Regions from separate parts of the Rattus norvegicus genome. Here region 1 is linked to region 2. The links are chromatin contacts, called in public Hi-C maps. All regions are on one chromosome and are shown on one strand. The core of a region is the stretch at or near the end of the contact, and the rest is flanking DNA. Distances in the headings are between cores, read along the strand shown. Region 1 holds the start of Enox2 (ecto-NOX disulfide-thiol exchanger 2). Region 2 holds the start of Rbmx2 (RNA binding motif protein, X-linked 2).

Region 1 (6,317 bases), core at 2,288-4,787, 700 kb after region 2:
CTACTGAGACAGAAAGATCCACAGAACGAACACTACAGTATGATCTGCTCCAGAAGAGAGGTAGGCAGTATAGGTCCCTCAGAGGGAGATCATGAACCTTGCATTGTGTGTCTATTCATACATATGTGGATTGTTTAATGGGAAGGCTACACAGAGATGGTCATATTTCAATTGAATTTTGAAGGGTCTCAGTAACACTCAGTGAAGCAAGAGGGGTGCTTTTGTATAATCCAAATCCACTCTCCTGAAGAGTGACCATTCCCCTGACTGTTACCTTAATGTATGAAATAGCATGCTCTGGCAATATTACGCCCAACATAAAAGATAAAGGACAAGCAAGTAGCAACACTAATAGGATAATATTTACATGTACAATTCCTACTAATTCTAGCTAATAAGTGTAAGTATCTCTTAAGTCTGTTTCCTCCTCTCCCAGTCACTACTTATCTCTCCGAAGGAAAACACTCTCCTCGTACACTGATCAAGCCTCCCTCCAGTGAAAGTGTGCTAGTGATTCTCCTTTGCTAAAAATGTCAAGTTATTTTCTATTGCCTACTAGATTTCTTACATCTAATTATATGAGGTTATAACTTGGTGATATAGAATATATTCATACTCTTACTTACTTACTATTTGTCCTTAGATCAACTCAAGACTAATATAGTTTCTACTTTATTAAATCAAGTCCTATGTTACCTTAGGTTTGATGAACTAATCCAGATTTTTTTTATCAGAAACATTCAAATATGCAACGAATGAAACTTGGAAGTGTGTGCGGAAGCACAAAATGACTACCACTGGTCCATGCCCCCCATTTTGAGAGCCAATGGGCCTGGGGGAACACATTCATATTTCATAGCATTACAGCTGATTCTTCAAAAAATCACCCTCAAAGTGCTGTAGCATACTTTGGTTGAACCTTCCTTATCCTAGACCATCTGTACCAAGCTGTGACAAACTGATCATATTGAAAAAAACTTATTCTACTCTTATATAGACACATGTCTTTCACACAGTGATTCCCTTATCTCCCAAGGACTGCCGTCTACCCTTCTTTGCCTGGCAAACTCTTTACCTTTCAAGGCCTCGATGTCATGTCACCTCCTTACCAAAGACATCTCCAAAACCCTCTCCTCTGATTAGCCACTCTTTCCTCTACCATGACACAAAGCTTTGTACCTGTTTCTGTTATCCTACAATTTTCCACTGTATGGATCACCTAGCTCTCCTAAACCCAGTGACCGTTCAGGTCGTGTATTTGATTGCATCTTCTTACATTTTGTGTGTGCTCAGGTCCCAGAGGGTATCTAGTAAGCTGGGTCCCTTTCAAAGAACAGAAATGAAATAAATTCCAAAGAAATGTCTAGATCCAAATGGTTCAAAGGTAGGACATAGTTTCTGTATGGAATCATCTAATTAAGAAAAAGATACATTGGATATAATTTTGGCAGACATAATCAACTATGGCTATAATAGTTAAGCTAATTTGGTATTGGCAACTACTTTATAGCAGACACACTCTGATACAAAAATCCAAAGGACTCATTTGGGTTTCTTCCAGGATAAACAATTGTACCTTAAAGCAATCCTTTCCTTGCCACAGTTGGAAAATCAAGAACAAAAATGTACATCAGAACTAGGAAACCATGCGGGAAAGAGCATGGGTTTTCAAGTCAGAAGTCTGTACACTAAAACTCCACCTCGATGACCTCCAATCTATTTGTCCTCAAATATTTGCTTAAAATATCCATTTTAGTTTCTTCTTCTAGAGAAATAATGGAAATGATAGTACATAGGAGACTCTCAGACAATGTAGCAAAGTGTTTATGATACTTGGGACATTATGTGGGCTCAATAAGTAGGAGTCATTATTGTCATCTAATCAGATGATTACAATTCAGGTATCTGCTACAGGAGGACAGCAAACTCATTTCTCAAGAAAATATGTTTGTGGCGATTTTGCCTTCTAATTGAAGAATACACGTTGTGGCAAAGATTAGCCACAAACAAAACATCTACAAGACAAAAGTTTCTCCTTATATTTAAATTAAACTCACACCTGGAACACACCACCACACTTCTTTGTGTTCTCCAAGAATTGATCTCAAATCAGGTTCCCCTAGGATGAAAAGGAAAATCACCCAGTCTTAATTTTTTTGTCTTTAATTTTATTCAATACAGAATAAAATCCAAACTTTGTATCTTCTTCAACCTGTCATGTTACTATGATCTCCCAATATTATCCTAGTATTATCTCCCAATATAGTCCTCCCTTATATAACCACAGGCACCTCTGTCATACACTCCTCCCTTTTCTACCCACTACTTCTTAATCTCCAAGTCCTGCATCATCAGGAAGCATTTTCTTCCTCTGTTGCTCCTTTTGAATCTCCTTTATTCAACTGAAGCCCAAATTAAAGGTATCAACAAAGCACACCAGACTACTTTTCTGAACTCTTGTTCTAAGGGAAGAGGAAGTTTCAGCACACATTTGTAATACACAATAATTAATGCATTGTGTTTCCCACTCTATACTGTGTTTCTTAGATGGTGTGCCCACTGCGTGTCTATCAATATTGGTGTTGGACTTTGCTGGAAGCTCTTAAAATGTTTCAGGTGTTTAAATGGTCCAATTTGCCTTCTATTCCCACCAGAACACTGTCCTGAACCTTACTTATGTATTTCTCAAAAGTAAGATTCCTTTTTTCTGTTTCCTATCCCTTCTGGAAATTGAAGAACACCTTTTCCACTCCAATGACTAGTTGAAAAAGGACAGTAAAGAGAAATGAGTCGATTTAAAAGAAAGAAAATAGAAAGAAGGAAAGAAAGGAGAGAGGGAGGGAGGAAGGAAGGAAGGAAAGGAACTTCATTATCAGGAAGCAGAAATGGAAAGTGACAGAAAATCAAGCCCTAGGTACAGCAAGGAATTTCCACTCACCCAGAGGGAACAGGGGTGCAGGGTGGGGTGGGCTGGGGTGTGTTTCTATGTATGTGTACTTGCAGTGGTAGGTGCTCAGACCTGAACAACAAATTGAGGAGAGAGAGAGAGAGAGGAAAAAACAGAGCACCCAACTCCTGAATGAAAGAGAATCCAGATGCCACTTACTGGAGATTCTCTCATTCTGTGAAGGAGCACATGCTGGGGGGGGGGGTGTCGGGTGGGGGGACGAGTGGTGATCGGAAATAAAACAAAAGAGTTGGGAGGGTGGCGTGCTTGTGCTCTGGATGCTCAGGCAACTGGTGCCCACTCCCTAACTCCCAGTCACAACACCCCCACCCCTGAAGAAGAGGGCTGGGCGGAGTTAGGCGCCAAAGACGGTGGCCCCGGAAGCACCCTCCTCCCTAGACCCTCTCGGTCCCACAGTCCCCAGCCACTGCCACTCGGGCTTTCTGCCTCGCTGACCTCCAGCTCCCCGGCTACCGAAGCGCTACTCCTTAAACAGCCGCGGAAAATCGGGCCGGCTCGGAAGTTCCTGGACCCGGAGTGCCCTCAGAGTGCTGCGTGCCCCACAACTGTCTTCCCAACTGTGCACATTCTATTAGATGGCCTAGGCCAGGCAATGGGGCCCAATAGCTGGACTCTAATCTACAGGGTGACTATTGAGGCCTCGCCCATTGGCTACAGCGTTAGGAAAATGCGGAGGCCTAAGAGTGTGTCCTCATGGGAAATGTAGTTTGAAGTCACTGGAGACTTTTCTTCCTCCGAACTATCCAATATTTGCTCTGGTTGAGTTACTCAAGGGACGCTAGAGGATTCTGGGAGATGAAGTCAGAATACTTTCTTCTAGATACCCACAATTCCTCTCACACCAAGCTTCCGAAAAATTCCCCGAGTTCAAAAACCGGAGAGTATTATGGGTATTGTAGTTTAGTGTGCAAGGCTCCTCAAACAAGTTTAGGATAAAGAGCTTGCAGAGGCAGATTAATGTTCTAGACTCTTGAATACTATAAAAATATTTATGTTTTGAGAAAGCACGTTTACACTGACATAATTTGACATTTTCACTTGAAGTCTGAGTACGGTTAATTTTTTTTTTCTAGGCAGAATGTTGCTATCTAGCGCAGAACTGCCATTAAGTTAAGAATCCTACTGCCTAAATCTCTTAAGATACATAATTAAACACATGTGCTATCAACACACACACACACACACACACACACACACACACACACACACACACACACACAATTTCTGTTCTGTTAAGATTAAAATTTTAATTAAAAACGTACCTTTGCCCTTTATAAGAGTCATTAGAAAACTAGATACTTCTAATTAGGAATCAGATTTTTCCTTAGAACTTGTCATACTTAAATGTAGAAATGTGATGTAGGAGATCCCAAAAGAAACCTATCTATTAAATAAATAGGCAGTGAAGCTGTATTCTTGCAATGAAGATCAATGGGGCTGTGCCATATTCTGGTATAATGATATAGCTCATAACAGACAAACAATGCAACTGCAATAGAAAGTAACTTTATATATCTTTAAGAAAACAACTTTTAAGTAAAACTATGTGAAAAGAGACCAGTAAATAAATGGACGGATAAACACTGATAAACCTAACTTCATAAAAGACACATTAGATCTAAAAGCACATACTAATACCAACACATCTAAAGTGAGTGACTTCAATACCCCACTCCAACCAGTAGGCAGGTCATCTGGATGAAAATTAAACAGAGACATTCTGGAGCTTACACAACATCAAAAATCAAATAGTCTAAACAGACATCTACAGAAAATTACATTCAGACACTAAAGAGTGCATATTCTTCTCATCGGTCCATGGAAATTTCTCCAAAATTAGCCTATTAGAACACAAATCAAGGCTGAAAAAAAAAAACAAAGAAAAGAATGATTTTCTTGAACCACAGTGGAATAAAGCTGGATATCAACAGCAATAAAAAAACTATAGGAAATACACAAACACAAAGAAACAAAACACATTGGTGGATGATAATTGGGTCAAAAAGCTCAAGAAGAAAATTCTTAGAATTGATAGAAAATGAAAACACAGCACATCAAAATAAATAGCACACAATGAAGCCTGGGCTAAGGGGAAGGGTTATAGCACTAAATGCCTACATTCAAAGCAAGAGAAAACTGAGAGCTAGGTGTGGTGGTGCCCATCTTTCCTGGTGCTAAGGATGTTGAGGCAGGCAAGGCTCTATGAATTCAAGGTTTGACCGGTTTACATAATGAGTTCTAAGCCAGCCAAGGATACATAGTGAGACCATGTTTCAAAACAAACAAACAAAACTTGATGGATTGTAAATTAATCAAAAGAGAGAAGAAAGACGATCCAAATTAACAAAATTAGAGATGAAAGGGAAGACATTACAGCAGACAGTGAAGAAATTCAGAGAATCATTACAAGTTCATATTACACTAAAAGTAAAAATCTAAAAGAAGTGGATAAACTTCTAGATACCCATGACTTACCAAACTTGAGCTAAGATGAAGTAATATAAAAAGACACACAGCAACCAATGAGATATAAGCAGGAGTAATAACTCTCCCAGCTAAAAAATTCCTAAGACCAGATGGACCCAGCATATAATACTCCTGTCCATTGAAGAAGAACTAATATCCATACTCCTACCATCATTCCATAAAATAGGAAAGAAAGAATGTTTTCAATTTTTTTTATAAAATCAGTATTACCCTTATACTAAAAATGGATAAATAAACCCAGACCAATATCCCTGTTGAACATAGTTGAAAATACTCAGTAAAATACTTAGATAGCTGCCCAGCAAAATATTGTACAGGAGTACAATCAGGTATGTGCTCAGTGATCCATTGTTTATATCTCATTTGTATCTTTATATTGCTTACATCGTCTTAGCTCAAGTTTGGTAAGTCATATGAATCTAGAAGTTTATTCATTATTTTAGATTTTTCTTTTTAGGGGAATATGAATTTATAAAATTCAAGAACACATCAAAAGGTTCATCCTCTACCACCCAGCTGGCCTCATCCCAGTGATACAGAGATGTTTTAACATATGTGAATCAGTAAATGTAACCCATGACCTAAGTAGACTCATAGGTAGTAACCACATAATTTTCTGATTAGATACAGAAAAGGCTTCTGATAAAATCCAACATCCCTTCATGATAAAATTCTTGGTGTACCAACCACAGTCAACACTACGCTAAACAGAGAAAAAGCTCAAATTATTTCCACAAAAATTATGTAACAGACAAGGATGTCAACTTTTCTCCTCTCCATTCATATAGTGCTTGAAGTCTTAGATAAAGCAGTAAGACAAAAGAGGGGTATAAAAGGGATACAAACAAGACAATATATTAAT
Region 2 (5,673 bases), core at 2,842-5,341:
GTGAAAATCAATTTAGAGGTTTCTCAAAAAATTAAAACTAAAACTACTATATGATCCTGATATTTCACTCCTGGGCATATACCCAGACAACTCCATGTCCTGTCATAGAGCTATTTGTATTCCTGTGTTTATTATTGCTTTATTCACTATAGCAACAAATTAAAATCAACTTAGCTTCCCATCAGTAGAGGAATGGATAATGAAAATTTATAATATATATAATATAATTATATATAAAATATATAATATATAATTATGTTTATATATAATTGGATTACAATTCAGCTATAATGAATAGTGAAATCACAAAATTTGTGTAAAATAGATGGAATTATATTGTATAATATTAAGTGAGATCATGCAATCTCAGAAAAAAAAAATCCCTGCATGTTTCCCCCTCAGGAAGAATCTTGCTAACAATAAATATATTGTTTTAATAATCTATATAAATATGTTTTCTTAGGGTTTCTATTGCTGCGATGAAACACCATGACCAAAAAACAAGTCGGGGAGAATGGGGTCTATTTGGTTTATATGAAGTGGAAACTTACAGGTTCTTTGGAAAGTCAGTTGTGTTGGATGGTGTTTTGCTGGGGCAAACATGTGATGAACTGTTTTCCTGATGTAGACATGGTGAAAGGCTAAGGCAGACTTATGAAGAAACATTTGGCTGAAGCAGACATAGGAGAAAGGAAGTTCTGGTAAAACAAGCACATGAACGGACACACGATGAGGGCTTCTTTGCTAACAACACACATGTATTGGTCCACCTTACATTGTGTAGTTGAGCTGCATTTGTCTGGACTCCATAGAGAGAAACGCACCAAAAATCTTCTGGTGGTGTGCTGCAGTTTCTTGCTGCTTGTGCAGACTTGGGCTGATTGGCTGAGTGATGTCAGTTGAGACAGACATGTGCTGAGGCAAGACCCATGGAGGATATGTGATGGTTGGAGTATAAAAAGGACTCAACTGACAGTGATGGAGGCTGAGCTTAGCTTGCTAGTAGAGCTAGCGTGCAAAGCTTGTTGGTCTCGAGTCTTTGCTGATCTTTGCTTCCCTGAGAGAGGCACAGCAGAGAAATTCTCCTGGCTTTTCCTCCTGGTCCCTCCTGCTGACTTGAACTGAGGCTGAGGCCTGGCTGTCTCTACTAGGGTATGTCACTGTTGTTGCTAACCAAATCTACCAAACTAGGCTGCTGGTGCATCCATAAAGTGTTTGTGAGTGGATCGAGCTGCCACTGCTAACCTGTGAACTGAACTGCTGATTTCTAGGCAACACAGAGAGTACTTGCTACAAGACAAAATAAAACAAAACCATTTCTTTCTTTTTCTTTTTTTGGTTCTTTTTTTTCCAGAGCTGGGGACCGAACCCAGGGTCTTGCGCTTCCTAGGCAAGCGCTCTACCACTGAGCTAAATCCCCAACCCCATTTCTTTCTTTTTTTTAATTGGATATTTTAACGAAACCATTTCCAAACAGGTCCACTTCCCACATATCCTTTCTTTCCTACTACCTCTGGTGGGTGGTGGGCTAAAAGGGAGGTTAAAGCATTTAATAACCATCTTTAAAAATAAGGTTTGAAAAAAATTAAAGTTATACTTCCTCTTTCACACTGTAGTCCATCATTGAAAGGAAGTTAGGACAGGAACACAAACAGGGCAGGAACCTTTAGGCAGGAGCTGGGGCAGAAGCCATGGAAGGAGCTGCTTACTGGCTTACTCCCCATGACTTACTCAGCCCACTTTCTTATAGAACCCAGGTATTACCAGCCCAGGGGTGGCTCCACCCACAGTGGGCTGAGCCCTCCCACATAAGTTACTAATTAAGAAAATGCCCTTACAGCTGGATCTCATGAAGATATTTCTTTAACGGAGGTTCCTCCCTCTCTGATGACTCTAGCTTGGGTCAAATTGACACAAAACCTGACCATACATTTGCAAACAAATGTATGTGTATAACATGTAGAAAAGAGAACAAGAATGCTAAATGTTATGTGATGAGGATGGACTGAGTGCTAGTAATGGACATGAGTGAAAGAGGATATAAATCTAATTCTAGTTCCAATGGTGTCCCTGTTTTATTGTGGTTTTGATGATGGATACATGAGTGGAAATATATTTGATAATGAAAGTATAAAATCCAATGTGAAGTTCCATAGCTTCTGCTATGAACTCTAACTGTATAATAGTTCATTGAGTTGTATAGTCTTTTAGTCTTATTAACTTCAGTGTTAAACTTGTAACCTTTTTTAAAATAATAAATTTTAAAATAAAAAAGGTTCACTAATTCAGTAGGGCCTGTTGATCGCCCTTTTAGGAAATAACTCCTCTGGAAAGTGGTCCCGTAGACTCTAAATTAAAAGGCATAGCTTTATTGCTTCCAGTCCCTTTCTTTCCACCAGTTGGCAGGAAGATTTGTAGCTTCTTTGCTCTGTAGTCATTCAAACTTTACAAAATGGTCTTTAAGCTTCTTTCTGAGTCCATTTAAAAATTAACGAAACTAAGAGCTCTCTGAGAGCACTGAGTTAGCCAGAGCCAGGCTAACTCTATGTCAGGCTGCAACCTGACAGTTTGGGCGACTAGGCCCAAGTTTCTGTTTTTCAGAAATGAGAACCTGGATCTAGGAACCCGTGTTCAGCCAGCCACAGCAGCAGGCAGTCAATCAGATGATGCCTTGCCACCCTGGAAAGTCCACAGAGCCCTAACCAATCACAAAAGCACCCACACCAGCCAACCAATCAAGGGAAAGAAAAGTAAATGTCACCCACCCTACCCTGACAGACTTTAAATTGACCCTACAGAGCACACACCTAGGCTTTCATTTCCAAATGGGGAGACTCTTGCATGCAGGAAATTCTGCTGAATAAACACTCTTTGCTTTTGTATACTATTTGAGTCTGGGGGGTATCATTCTTCTGCTACTCTTGGACCCTAACACTCACAAAAAGGAACTCCTATTTTCTGTTTACATACTGATTTCTGGATAATTGTGATATGAATAATTATTAATTATATGATAATTATGATATGAAGTATTCAAGTACATATAGATTTCCCCTTATACCATTAGTTCTATGCATGCAGAAAACCAGTCCTCCAGATTCCTTCTATAGACCAACTGTACAGAACAAATTTAGATGCTCAATAAGGGATGATTAAATTAGCCTGACCTGATTGGTACAAGCTCAAGACATTTCAAGTTAAGCAAATTTTAAAAGATTTATTAGTTTTACTCATGTGTATGTATATCTGTGCATGCCATGGGAGTGCAAATGCCCACAGAAACCAGAGGAGGAGGATGGATCTTCTGAAGTTGGAGTTGTGAGCCACTTGTTTTGGGTGCTGGGATCTGAATACAGGTTCTCTGGAAAAATCACCAAATGGTCTTAACCACTGAACCACCTCCCTAGACATTCAAGCTAATTTGTTGAAGCTCAGTTTTTTTTTCCTCTGTAAAGTAGGGGTGGTAACTGTATTTCATGGGGTTGTTGGGAGGCCAGCTTGGTCTACAGAGCGATGTCCAAGACAGCTAGGGCTACACAAAGAAACCCTGTATGTAAAGAAACAGAGATTGAATGAAAAATGAAAATGGCAGAAACTGAGCCCCTTGGAGGCAGAGGTTTAGGGTAGGGGCAGCCACTGGTGTGAGACTTAGCCTGGGTTTGAGACCTAACAGAGACAACATGCATAAATTTTCTATCATTTGGAACCTTTACATTCTCTAACTCTTCAATTGTTAGGTACTAATTTGACAATGCTAATTTTTGCCTGCCTCTGGAAAAAGGCCACATCCGTTATTTAAATCTGTGGGCATTTAATTCAGACTGCAGAAGCACACGGATCCACTGTAACGCCCAGGTTCCCACCTTCGAGCTACACCAAAAAGGGAAGCAGGGAATAACTAGGGAACTATTTCGCCCCTGGAGCAAAAGCGTGAGAAAGCGCGTTTGCGTTACTGCGCATGTGCCGAGGCTTAGCGCGCCGGAAGTCCCGCCTCCATTTCCGTTGGCTCCAATCTGAGCTGAGTGTTCGGGTTGCGCGCGCGCTTCGGAGCCTCACCCGGAAGCTGATGTCTTAAGAGCGGAGCGCGAAGATGCGAATATGAAGTAAGGATTTAGTTTCTCTGAGGACAGGGGAGGGAGTTTCTCTGAGGAAGGGAGAATGGATTGAGGAGGGCCGCCCATAAGGGCGGGGACAGGTCCTCGCCTTCAGGGCCTCGGGGCGGGAGACGACCGGTACGTAGAAGGCGGGCTGTGAGGAAATGTACTTAAACGTCTTTCCCTTCTCCCGCACAGCCCTTTAACTAAGGTGAAGCTGATCAACGAACTGAATGAGCGAGAGGTTCAACTTGGGGTGGCAGAAAAGGTGTCTTGGCACTCGGAATACAAAGACAGCGCCTGGATCTTTCTTGGTGAGGTCTACATTTTTCTCTAGCAGTGCCTTTCAGAGTCTGTACCTCCCCTCCCCTCCTCCCCCTTCCTCCTGGTTGTTTAGCGCCCCTGGTCGTCACCTCTGAACACGCTGCTCGTCACCTCACACTCTTGCAGCTAGTCTGCTCACAGGTTCCTTTTTCACTTGGCCCCTATGATACTGCTTAGAAATTGGTATTTGCCATTCATTATATGAAAAATCTTGCCACTTGGTTGCTTAGAGACAGTTAACTCCCCAGGCAACCCATAGTGATGTCAAGGAAACTGAGGCGCACAGGGGTTACTGGGCTTGCTTAAGGTGCTGCATCACTCAAAACTATAGGGCTGTGTTCTTAGTCCTTATTGCATGTCTATTATCTGCCGTTTCTCAGAATTATTTTCCTCTTGTAAGTGGCTGCTTCTCCCAGTTCTTTGTTGTATTGTTAGGTACCAGAACAGACATTAACTGGCTTGGACGACATTGAGGGTTTCTCCTGCTTAACATTTGAAAGGCTATCTGAAAATGTGGAGGGATGTGAGCTTTGTTGTTCATTAAGGGAAAACTACTGATGAAAAGAATACAGTCTGGATTACACCCCTGGCCCTGGGTAGATACCGGGACATTTTCAGGAATCCTAAATGTTACATGCTTGTGTTCCCCTTCCTTAAGACAATCCAACAGGCTTTAAATTTTCTGGCCAGGAGTCACCTGTCAGGAAAGCTCAGTCATCTAAAGACACGCTAAGGACATGGGAGGGAAATGATCCCCAGTGCAGTTGTTACTGGTCTCTGTGTTAAGTCTACCTGTTATTCTGAGTTCTCACTTATCCCCTGCCCTCCCTTTCTGTCCATTCTCTGGATGCTGGCTGGAATCCTGAACATGCTTGCCCGGAACACTTTGGACTGTCTCATTCCAAATCTAAAGGCTCTCCTATCCCCTTGAACCACTCCTCTACCTCCATCTCTGTGCATTGCTGCTTGCTTGACCGCTAATTCAGAAGGCATGGCTGCTTCTTCTGCAGCTCCTTCATCCCAGTAGCTGCTGAAGCTTACAACTTGCTTCCCTATCAGCTCTCTCTCAAATGCTAATAAAATGGACCTCAAGCTTCCTCCTTAGTCTGCTTTAGAATTATATTATCAAGATAAGACATTACTAGCCTTTGTAAAAGGGGAACTCTTAACTCTCTGGTGACAATATTATTATCCTGTATTCACTTTATGTCCCAACCAAAATCCTGCAGTTTACCTTTGGAAAGAGGCTGTTGTA

Evidence for each region. Hi-C and Micro-C count contacts between places; a contact is called where the count stands out from the background.
Region 1: a contact with region 2 is called in a Hi-C map of mammary epithelial cells, with 4 times the contacts expected there. The contact joins the promoter of Enox2 here to the promoter of Rbmx2 in region 2. A contact is called at or near these places in 4 of 12 Hi-C or Micro-C datasets (frontal cortex, kidney, mammary epithelial cells and 1 more).

Annotation. Positions count from the first base shown.
Region 1 is chrX:133,467,354-133,473,670 of GRCr8, forward strand. It overlaps Enox2 (ecto-NOX disulfide-thiol exchanger 2), which reads right to left and starts at 3,538. Exons shown (of 15, transcript NM_001427048.1): 1 at 3,404-3,538; 2 at 2,060-2,119.
Region 2 is chrX:132,762,304-132,767,976 of GRCr8, forward strand. It overlaps Rbmx2 (RNA binding motif protein, X-linked 2), which reads left to right and starts at 4,092. Exons shown (of 6, transcript NM_001113786.2): 1 at 4,092-4,103; 2 at 4,293-4,408. The coding sequence starts at 4,099.